3 separate regions of the Sus scrofa genome follow, and regions 1 and 3 are each linked to region 2. The links are chromatin contacts, called in public Hi-C maps. All regions are on one chromosome and are shown on one strand. The core of a region is the stretch at or near the end of the contact, and the rest is flanking DNA. Distances in the headings are between cores, read along the strand shown. Region 1 has its middle 370 kb from the start of PIK3R1. Region 2 has its middle 260 kb from the start of CD180. Region 3 has its middle 35 kb from the start of CD180.

What was found. A called contact is a pair of places that touch in the nucleus more often than the background predicts.
Region 1: a Hi-C map of liver shows a contact between it and region 2, with 5 times the contacts expected there. The contact joins two enhancer-like sites. A contact is called at or near these places in 1 of 47 Hi-C or Micro-C datasets (liver) and 1 of 2 datasets of contacts at active chromatin or transcription factors (alveolar macrophages).
Region 3: a contact with region 2 is called in a Hi-C map of liver, with 6 times the contacts expected there. The contact joins two enhancer-like sites. A contact is called at or near these places in 1 of 5 promoter capture datasets (liver), 5 of 47 Hi-C or Micro-C datasets (liver and skeletal muscle) and 1 of 2 datasets of contacts at active chromatin or transcription factors (alveolar macrophages).

What each region holds. Positions count from the first base shown.
Region 1 is chr16:46,063,427-46,066,303 of Sscrofa11.1, reverse strand. No RefSeq gene overlaps it. Among named protein-coding and RNA genes, the nearest start is that of PIK3R1, 370 kb to the left of the region's middle. Within about 2 kb of position 1,308, at least 5 of the 83 cell types and tissues checked have an H3K27ac peak or open chromatin away from gene starts, as enhancers often do. A contact at or near this core is called in liver, where this site is marked.
Region 2 is chr16:45,843,511-45,846,510 of Sscrofa11.1, reverse strand. No RefSeq gene overlaps it. Among named protein-coding and RNA genes, the nearest start is that of CD180, 260 kb to the right of the region's middle. Within about 2 kb of position 1,435, at least 1 of the 83 cell types and tissues checked has an H3K27ac peak or open chromatin away from gene starts, as enhancers often do. A contact at or near this core is called in liver, where this site is marked.
Region 3 is chr16:45,621,048-45,624,047 of Sscrofa11.1, reverse strand. No RefSeq gene overlaps it. Among named protein-coding and RNA genes, the nearest start is that of CD180, 35 kb to the right of the region's middle. Within about 2 kb of position 1,652, at least 38 of the 83 cell types and tissues checked have an H3K27ac peak or open chromatin away from gene starts, as enhancers often do. A contact at or near this core is called in liver, where this site is marked.

The sequences.
Region 1 (2,877 bases), core at 59-2,558, 220 kb before region 2:
GTGACAGAAACTCAAAAAAAAAAATCATCATAATGAAGATCTCCTGTCTAGAGGGCAGTCAGTGGGATGGGAGTTGCCTCTCACAGCCACTTCTCCCATGTTCGCATTTGGCTTTATTACAGTGGCAAACCAGTCACCCTAAGAAGAGCTGATCTTGTGGCTTGAGATTTTCCAAGCCAGATGTGCAGATGAATGTGCAGATTAGCGATGGGAAAGCATATTTGAAAACCTTTCAAGCCCATTTGAACTTGCGTAGGTTTCACATGCACTCTGCAAGCCCGATGCTTATGAAAGCGTCTGTGTTCTTGGACCGTGGTGCCTGGAGGCCAGTGGATGGGCAGGTATTTCCACACCAAGACACTGAGACGACTGTAGCCCTGGAAAATGAGCACCGCAGCCTCTCCCTCCTCTTCCCACACTTCTGGGCAGAGAATTGGCCCCAGGAAAGTAGAGTGTGATCTGGGACAGCAGGAGGAGGTAGGCAGAGGAGCAGTGACAGCAGAAAGAGCAACGAGGTCAACGCTAATAGCAGAGTAGCAGGAGGGAGGTGATGATCTGGGAAGAGAGGCCAGTCTGACAACCCTGCATTATGCTGTCAAAGGCTAAACTGACTGAGTCTTACTCCCTTTTTGTCTGTGGGAAAGGGCGATTATGTCTGAGCCTGGTTTCCCACACCATTCTCTAGTGATCATACCTCTCCAAATGTTAAGCAGATGAGAGATGACATCAGATGCAAGATATGCAGTTGAGCCCAGAAGGAAGGGGCACAGTAAAGGTAAAATGATGTGTTGTCCGTGCACTACTACATATATTTAGAAATAGAACTTTCTTTAAACCATGCCATGCATATGAAAGGTTCCCTCCAGTTTTCTTGTGTTATCAGAGAGTTGCTCTTGTATGTGACAGTCCAAGGGTGAAGAGCAAAAGTGCACACTTGTGCACCAAGTGCTTACTGCATGAAGGGACAAGCTGTTGGTCTGTCCTGGCCAGCTACTAACTAAAATGGATTTTTCTCAAGAAATGAATACCTTGTATAGAACACAATGTAACTGCCTCTGAACCCCAAATTGGCTGGTGCTGTCAAGTTCTCCCAAGGAAAATGTCAACTGCCAAATTCTCTTCTGCCCAAACACAGATACTTGGTCAAGGCAGGTGGCTATGAACAATGAGAAGGACACCAGGGCTCCATTTCCTTGCTAGCTTCTAACACTTGCAGAATGAGTCAGTGGGTACCCTGTGACTGTCCTCGTTCACTGTTCCTCTCTGAGACGGCTCTGGTGATAAGGTCAATGCAACCACTTTGACTTCATCTCCTTCAGTTCCCTGTTTTTCTCACCCACTCTAGCTCCCCTGGACCTGATGTTCTTTCCTCAACCCTGGCCTTTGCAACTGTATTTCCCATTTCAGGGTTCCCATCCTGAAGCATTAACGCCCTTAGATTCAGTTTTTGCCTGAATGTCACAACTTCAGAAAGTCTTTCCCAGACCAGCTCATCAACTTCCTCCTCCAATCCACTCCCGCCCATCCCTACACATTCTGTTCCCCTACTACATCTAATTTCTATGCAGGCACTTTTAACTACCTTAAAATTATGTAAATCTTTAGTCATTTTGATGTCGTTGCTACATCTGCAACAAAGGTATAGGATCTATAGAGGCATTGGATTTTTCTTTCCTCTTTACTGATTTCTAGTGCCCACCGTGGCAGGGTGGGCAGTAAATATTGGTTGACTGAATGAGTGAATGATATGGGGAAAATATAGTTAACTGGCTTGTTCTCCACCACTCCATTAGGCAGAGGGGGAGATGTGACTCAAACCAGGTCTTCAGATTTCAAATTCCATGCTATTTCCTGTACACAAGGTTGCCTCTATTGCAAAACTCACATTTGGTTTCAATGTTTATTCTAGGGGAAAATAAACTAATCTAGACAGGAATCCTAAGGCCACTGTCACCACTCTCATGATTTGGAAATGCTCTGATGATTTATTATCAGACATTTTATTTTCAAACCCCCTAAAGCTGAAAGCAGCACTTTCCTTAAAAGAGTACAAAGCTAGATACCCAAAACAGTATTTTCTGGAAGGGTGGGAGCTACGAAACCTCATAAACTTGGGATGTTTTCAATTAGCTCCTACTAATGAGTGATATAAAAGGACTCCCAGAGGGCAGATAGGTCATCATCTTGATATCAAGAGAAGAGATTATAGTCTTGATTATAGTATACTGCTCAAATGGCCACCTTATGTATCGATAACAGGAACTTTCCTGAGTCCCCAGTCCTCTAACAGAAAAATCTATCCCTTTGAGATCCGTGGCACTTGCTTTGTACCACTTGTGCATATTCCCCATCACAAGATCCACATATATAAAAGACTACACATAACCTAAAAACCTTATTATGTGCTTATTAAATACATATTAAGCATTCATATTATTAACCAAGTAGTTTTCAAATATAGAAGTGATATATGCTCATCACATAAAATTTATTGTTGCTGAGTTTGTTGTGTTGTGTGCATATATATACATACACCCATTAATGTTTTATAATGTGTGTGTATAATATTCCTAATTAATAGAAATGATACAGAAATCTATCAAAGACTACTTATATACACTGAAGAATATGTATATATATGCAAATTTTTGTGCTTCCTTCATCTCTAGACTGCAAGTTCCTTGCAAATAGAAACCCTATTTCTTTTGTAATGCCTTGGTCCTGATCAAGTGCCTTTTATATTCTGAGAAAATGAATTCAGGTTCACTTTTTACATGGAGGCCATAGGCTAGCACCATGTTAGACATTGTGTCCCATACTCATTCCAACAGGCAGTTGGAAAATAATTACTCCTGAAAGGTAATTTAAAAATTTTTC
Region 2 (3,000 bases), core at 186-2,685:
CAGTTTGGCGCTGCTCTACTGGAATCAGTTTTTGCTCAAATAAACTCTTAAAATTTTTAATATGCCTTAGTTTACCTTTGAACAAACTTTTGCAACTTAGATTCTCCTGACTAGGAGTTCATTAAGCCAAGGGATATACAGTGGCAAAGGCTGAAGGAATATTTTCTTCTTAATGTTCAATAGCTTTTATGTAAAGTTTTAAGGTCCACTTCTCTCAATCATATGGTAAGCATATTTTATTTTTTTTCAGAAATTGCTAGACTATTTTCCAAACTGGTTATTCCATTTTATAGTACCAGCAGCAATGAATGAGAATTCCAGAACTCCATATTCTCAGACATGTTTGTTACTCTCAGTTTGTTTTTATCTATTCTAATGACATACAGTGGTATCTTACTATAGTTTTAATTTACATTTTTCTGATGTCTAATGATAGTATCTTTTCATGTCTAAATGTCCATTTGTAGATCTGTTTTTGTGAAATGCCTTTAAATTTTTGCTAATTTTAATTGGTTCATTTAATTTACTATTACTGAATTATAAGAGTTATTTATATATTCTGGGTGCAAGTCCATCATTCAAAAGTTCCACATGGTTCTTTTTTTAATATATCCTTCATTCCTCTTCACATTATGCTTATGTTTTATTTTAAATTGTGGAATATTTAAAGGCTGTTTTAAAGTCTTTGTCTTCTAATGTCATCACCTCTATCATTGATGGGTCTATTTATCATGCCTGAATTTTCTCTTGATTACTGGTTACATATTTTTGCTTCTTTTGACCCCTCAAAGTTTGGAACTGGATGCTGCATTATTTATGCTATGTTGTTGTATATTTAAATGACGTCTTCATTGTAAAAATGTTTCCTTTCAACTTGTCAGGCAGTTAAATTGAAAGGATCCGCTTGACCGTTTAAGGTTTCTTCCTAGGCTTTGTTAGGGCAGGTCTAATCTGGCCATACTTACGATGTCTGACTTTTCAGGAATCTCTACCGAATGCCTTAGGTGTCCACTGAGTTCTCTTTCCTGGCAGGTTAAAACTAGAATGGCTTTCTGTTCATAATTGTCTGGCTTATTCTTTGGTCATTCTTTGCTCTCCTAGTGTTTCTTGCTGTACATATACACTTAAGTTTTCATTTGAAAACTCAAGAGTCACCCACCCCATACCTCTACTCCCTTGCAGTCTTGGAGCTCCTTCTCTGAGAAGCTTCCATTCTTCTGGTACTCTACTATTGTCTACCATGTCTAGCTGTCTCTGTTTGCACAAACTCTGATATCTGTCACCTGAGTTTGGTGAAGACACTGATGCTTCCCTTGAGTTCCCTCTCTCCGGGCCAGGATCCACTGAACACCTACATGCAGAAAGCTGTGTCAGTCTAGGGCTCACCTTGTTTGTTTCTCTTGCCTCATGGGATGCAATCCTGTCACTTGGCTGATGTCTGAAACCTGTTGGTTGGTATTTCATCCAAGTTCCTACTTGTTTACAGTGGAGGGGAAAGTCCATTACTAGTTACTCTGCCATGACCAAAAGCACACTAATCCTAAAAAAATATTTCTCTGTGTGGATGTGTAATGAGAGGATCAACGAGGAGACTGGAGCAGCTGTGGTGGTGTATGAAGGCAGTGTATATAAGAAAATAGAAAATTTTGTTTCTCAGGATTGCGTCTGGGTTTTTTGTGGTTACATATAAATTTTTGGATTGTTTGTTCTAGTTCTGTGAAAAATGTCATGGGTAATTTGATAGGGATTGCATTGAATCTGTAGATTACTTTGGGTAGTATGGCCATTTTTACAATATTAATTTTTCCAATCCAGGAGCATGGACTATCTTTCCATTTCTTTACTTCTTCTTTAATTTCCTTGATTAATGTTTTATAGTTCTTTAGGTCCTTTGCCTCCTTGGTCAGGTGTATTCCCAGGTATTTGATTTTTTGGGGTCCAATTTTAAAAGGTATTGTGTTTTTGTATTCCTTTTTTAAAGTTTCATTGTTAGTATACAAAAATGCGACTGATTTCTGGACGTTAATTTTATATCCTGCTACATTGCTGAATTTGTTAATCAGTTCAAGGAGTTTTTTGGGTTGAGTTTTTAGGGTCTTCTATATATAACATCACGTCATCTGCCTACAGTGACAGTTTTACCACTTCTCTTCCTATTTGGATGCCTTTATTTCTTTTGTTTGTCTGATTGCTGTGTCTAGTACTTCCAATACTATGTTGAATAACAGTGGTGAGAGTGGGCATACCTGTCTTGTTCCAGATTTTACTGGGAAAGCTTTCAGTTTTTCCCTATTGAGTATTATATTTGCTGTGGGTTTGTCATAAATTGCTTTGATTATGTTAAGGAATGTTCCATCTATACCCACTTTGGTGAGAATTTTTATCATGAGTGGATGCTGAACTTTGTCAAATGCTTTTTCTGCATCTATTAAGATGAAGCAAAAACCAAGCAGGAGGTTAACTCTCCCAGAATTCAGGCACTATTACAAAGCCACAGTCATCAAGACAGTGTGGTACTGGTACCAAAACAGACATACAGACCAATGGAACAGGATAGAGAACCCAGAAATAAACCCAGACACCTATGGTCAATTAATATTTGGCAAAGGAGGCAAGAACACAAAATGGGAAAAAGAAAGTCTATTCAGCAAGCATTGCTGGGAAACCTGGACAGCTGCATGCAAAGCAATGAAATGAGAACACACCCTCACACCATGCACCAAAATAAACTCAAAATGGCTGAAAGACCAAAATATAAGACAAGACACCATCAAACTCCTGGAAGAGAACAGAGGCAAAACATTCTCTGACATCAACCTTAGGAATGTTTTCTCAGGTCAGTCTCCCAAAGCAACAGAAATAAAAGCAAAAAGAAACCAATGGTACCTAATCAAATGGACACATTTTGCACAGCAAAGGAAACCAAAAAGAAAACAAAAAGACAACTTCCAGAATGGAAGAAAATACTTTCAAATGATGCAGGTGACAAGCACTTAATCT
Region 3 (3,000 bases), core at 403-2,902, 220 kb after region 2:
CATGGCTTTGGTATAGGCTGCAGCTGCAGTTCCAATTCAGCCCCTAGCCCTGGAACTTCCATATGCTATAGGTGGAACCATTAAAAAAAGAGAGAGAATCCAATCATCTGTCGATGGACATTTGGGTTGTTTCCATGTCCTGGCTATTGTGAATAGTGCTGTAATGAACATGCGGGTACATGTGTCTCTTTTAAGTGGAGTTTTGTCCGGATAGATGCCCAAGAGTGGGACTGCGGGGTCATATGGAAGTTCTATGTATAGATTTCTAAGGTATCTCCAAACTGTTCTCCATAGTGGCTGTACCAGTTTCCATTCCCACCAACAGTGCAGGAGGGTTCCCTTTTCTCCACAGCCCCTCCAGCTCTTGTTATTTGTGGATTTATTAATGATGGCCATTCTGACTGGTGTGAGATGGTATCTTGGACTTGGAGAAGAGACTTGTGGCTGCCTGATGGGAGGGGGAGGGAGTGGGAGGGATCGGGAGCTTGGGCTTATCAGACATAACTTAGAATAGATTTACAAGGAGATCCTGCTGAATAGCATTGAGAACTTTGTCTAGATACTCATGTTGCAACAGAACAAAGGGTAGGGGAAAAAATGTAATTGTAATGTATACATGTAAGGATAACCAGACCCCCTTGCTGTACAGTGGGAAAATTAAAAAAATTAAAAAAAAAAAAGAGAGAGACAAAAGAAAAAAACAAACAGGTAATTCATATACTCTTTTGAGGATTACATCATTAAATCCATTGGAAACATCATTCAGCCTTTAAAAGTCTTTAATTCTTTCAATTATGAAAAAGACTATTTTGTGGATTCACATGGTGAAAAATGAGAGGGAAGGAGTAAAAACATGAGAATGTTGGCCAGAGAATATCCACTTGTGAGTCTAACTTAGAGTACTGAGGCGGTAAAGGACCTTCCCTGGGCAGAGAGGTCCAAAGGGAAGGTGACCTCCTGATTTAAAGGTCATCAGATACACACACATACATACACACAGGCACACACATTAATACACATGTACTGGAACGAACATCCACTTCATAGGCATAAACATAGGGTTTAAGCCAAGCTTCTTCTATGGAAAGACATTTGTCTTACAGGGCTTCAGAACTGGGACTCAAAAGTTAAGGTGTCAAGTGGAAGACGAAACCGAGAAAAGACAATCTTTGCCTATTGGAGATTGTGATTAACAGCAGAAAAAAGGCTTAGCACTGGCAGATGATAAATGGGAGGGGAGTAAAACAGTGGAGAGAATTAGATACCTGGCTGTGAGAGGGAAGCGGCAACTTGGAGCAACCAAAGGAAGCTCTGAGTGGGCCACAGAAATCATCAAAGCCCAATGTATTATCCTCTGAGTGAGGAGTCCTGGAGGCCTGCCAAATTCAGACATGCAACTCTGCTGGCCTTTCCAGGTCTGAGCGACTCCTAACCAGACTAAGGACTATGACCGAGGAGTGAATTCCTTTTCCTTCCTGGTGACCCTGTATTACTTTCCAGTAAGTTCTCCTCTGGTACAATTGTTCCTTTATCTGCACAGGAAGGGAATTTGTGATTCCTTCTGGAAACAGGAGTGCTATGGATGCCGGGCTCACTCTCTTGGCTGCTGGCTCAGAGTCTGATCATACACAGACCTGGAAGGAAGCCCAATCATGTGTGGACTGTGATGCAACAGCCTGGCTCGCCACCAAGCTGGGTGGCGGCTTTAACTCTCTAGGACCCAGTAGCATTTTGGTGACCTTTAAGCAAAAATCACCATGACTCCAATAGTATAAAACAGAGGACAAATCAAGCCTAGTGCTGGTGTTTCTACATAAAGCTTTATTGGAACACAGCCATGCTCATTTATGTAAGTTCCCCTATTGCTGCTTTCACATAAAAAAAAGTCAGAGTCGAGTAGCTGGGACAGTAACCACTGGCCTGCAAAGCCTAAATTATTTATCATCTGGCCCTTTATGGAAAAAGTTGGCCAACCACTGGTTTAAATGAAGGATCATCAAACAAAGGCAGTGTGGTCTATCAGAAGGACCATGAGAAGGGGACTCCCAAGGTCTGGGTTCTAGCCCTGGTTCTGTTAGAAAACATTTGGCTCTCCAGCTCTGAGTGATCTTAAATGTCTCTTCTAGCTGCAAAAGATACAAAAACTCTGTGATTTAAGCATTTGGCAAAGTACAGGGTTTCAGATGCCAATTTTACTGCCCAATGTTTTCCATTTTCCAAAAAAATGTCATTTTTTTCTGTTTGTAATCCAAGGATTGTGATATTTAAAATCGTTAGATTGGAATCGATACCTTGTGCTTAAAAAAGAAACAAACACACATGCACACACCCACACACCCACACTCACACACATCAGAGCAAACCATCCAGCCCAATAGTATAAGCATAGTGTTTCACATCCAGGCTCCCTGCACTAACCTTCCATGGGAAAGACATACATCTTCTAGGGCCTCATCACTTGCTCAGTGAAAGCTGCTGTGTCTAGGGCCTCACCATCTGTAAAACTATGATCAAAACATCACTATTCGGTTACTACCTAAGACACAGCTGTAGAATTATGGAGAAGAGTTTTTACAAAACTGAGCAATTGTCTGAGTATGTCTCCTGACTGAGGAGTAAAAATGCCTGGTTCACAAAACATTTCACACTTTATAGCACATTTATATGGTGGATGCTATCCTATGCCCTTGTATCCTATACTATCTTTACTTAGTGGTTACTTTATGAGACTTGCAACCATTTTCCAAACATCTCTTGGTCTGAGAAGAACATAACTTAGAGAAGCTGGTTGTAAATGAAGGTTTCCGTCTTTGTCTAGGTTCTTCCCAAAAGTAGAGCCTGAGACAAGATCAATAATTTTGGGAAGTGATTCCAAGGAACAGAAGTAGAGGACTAGGAAGATTTAAACAGAGAAAGAGGGCAAGCCAATCCAAGGCCCCTTCATTGAACTAGTCACTGGGATGGGCAACTGCAGCTCCTTCCCCCCTGATGCTCTGAATT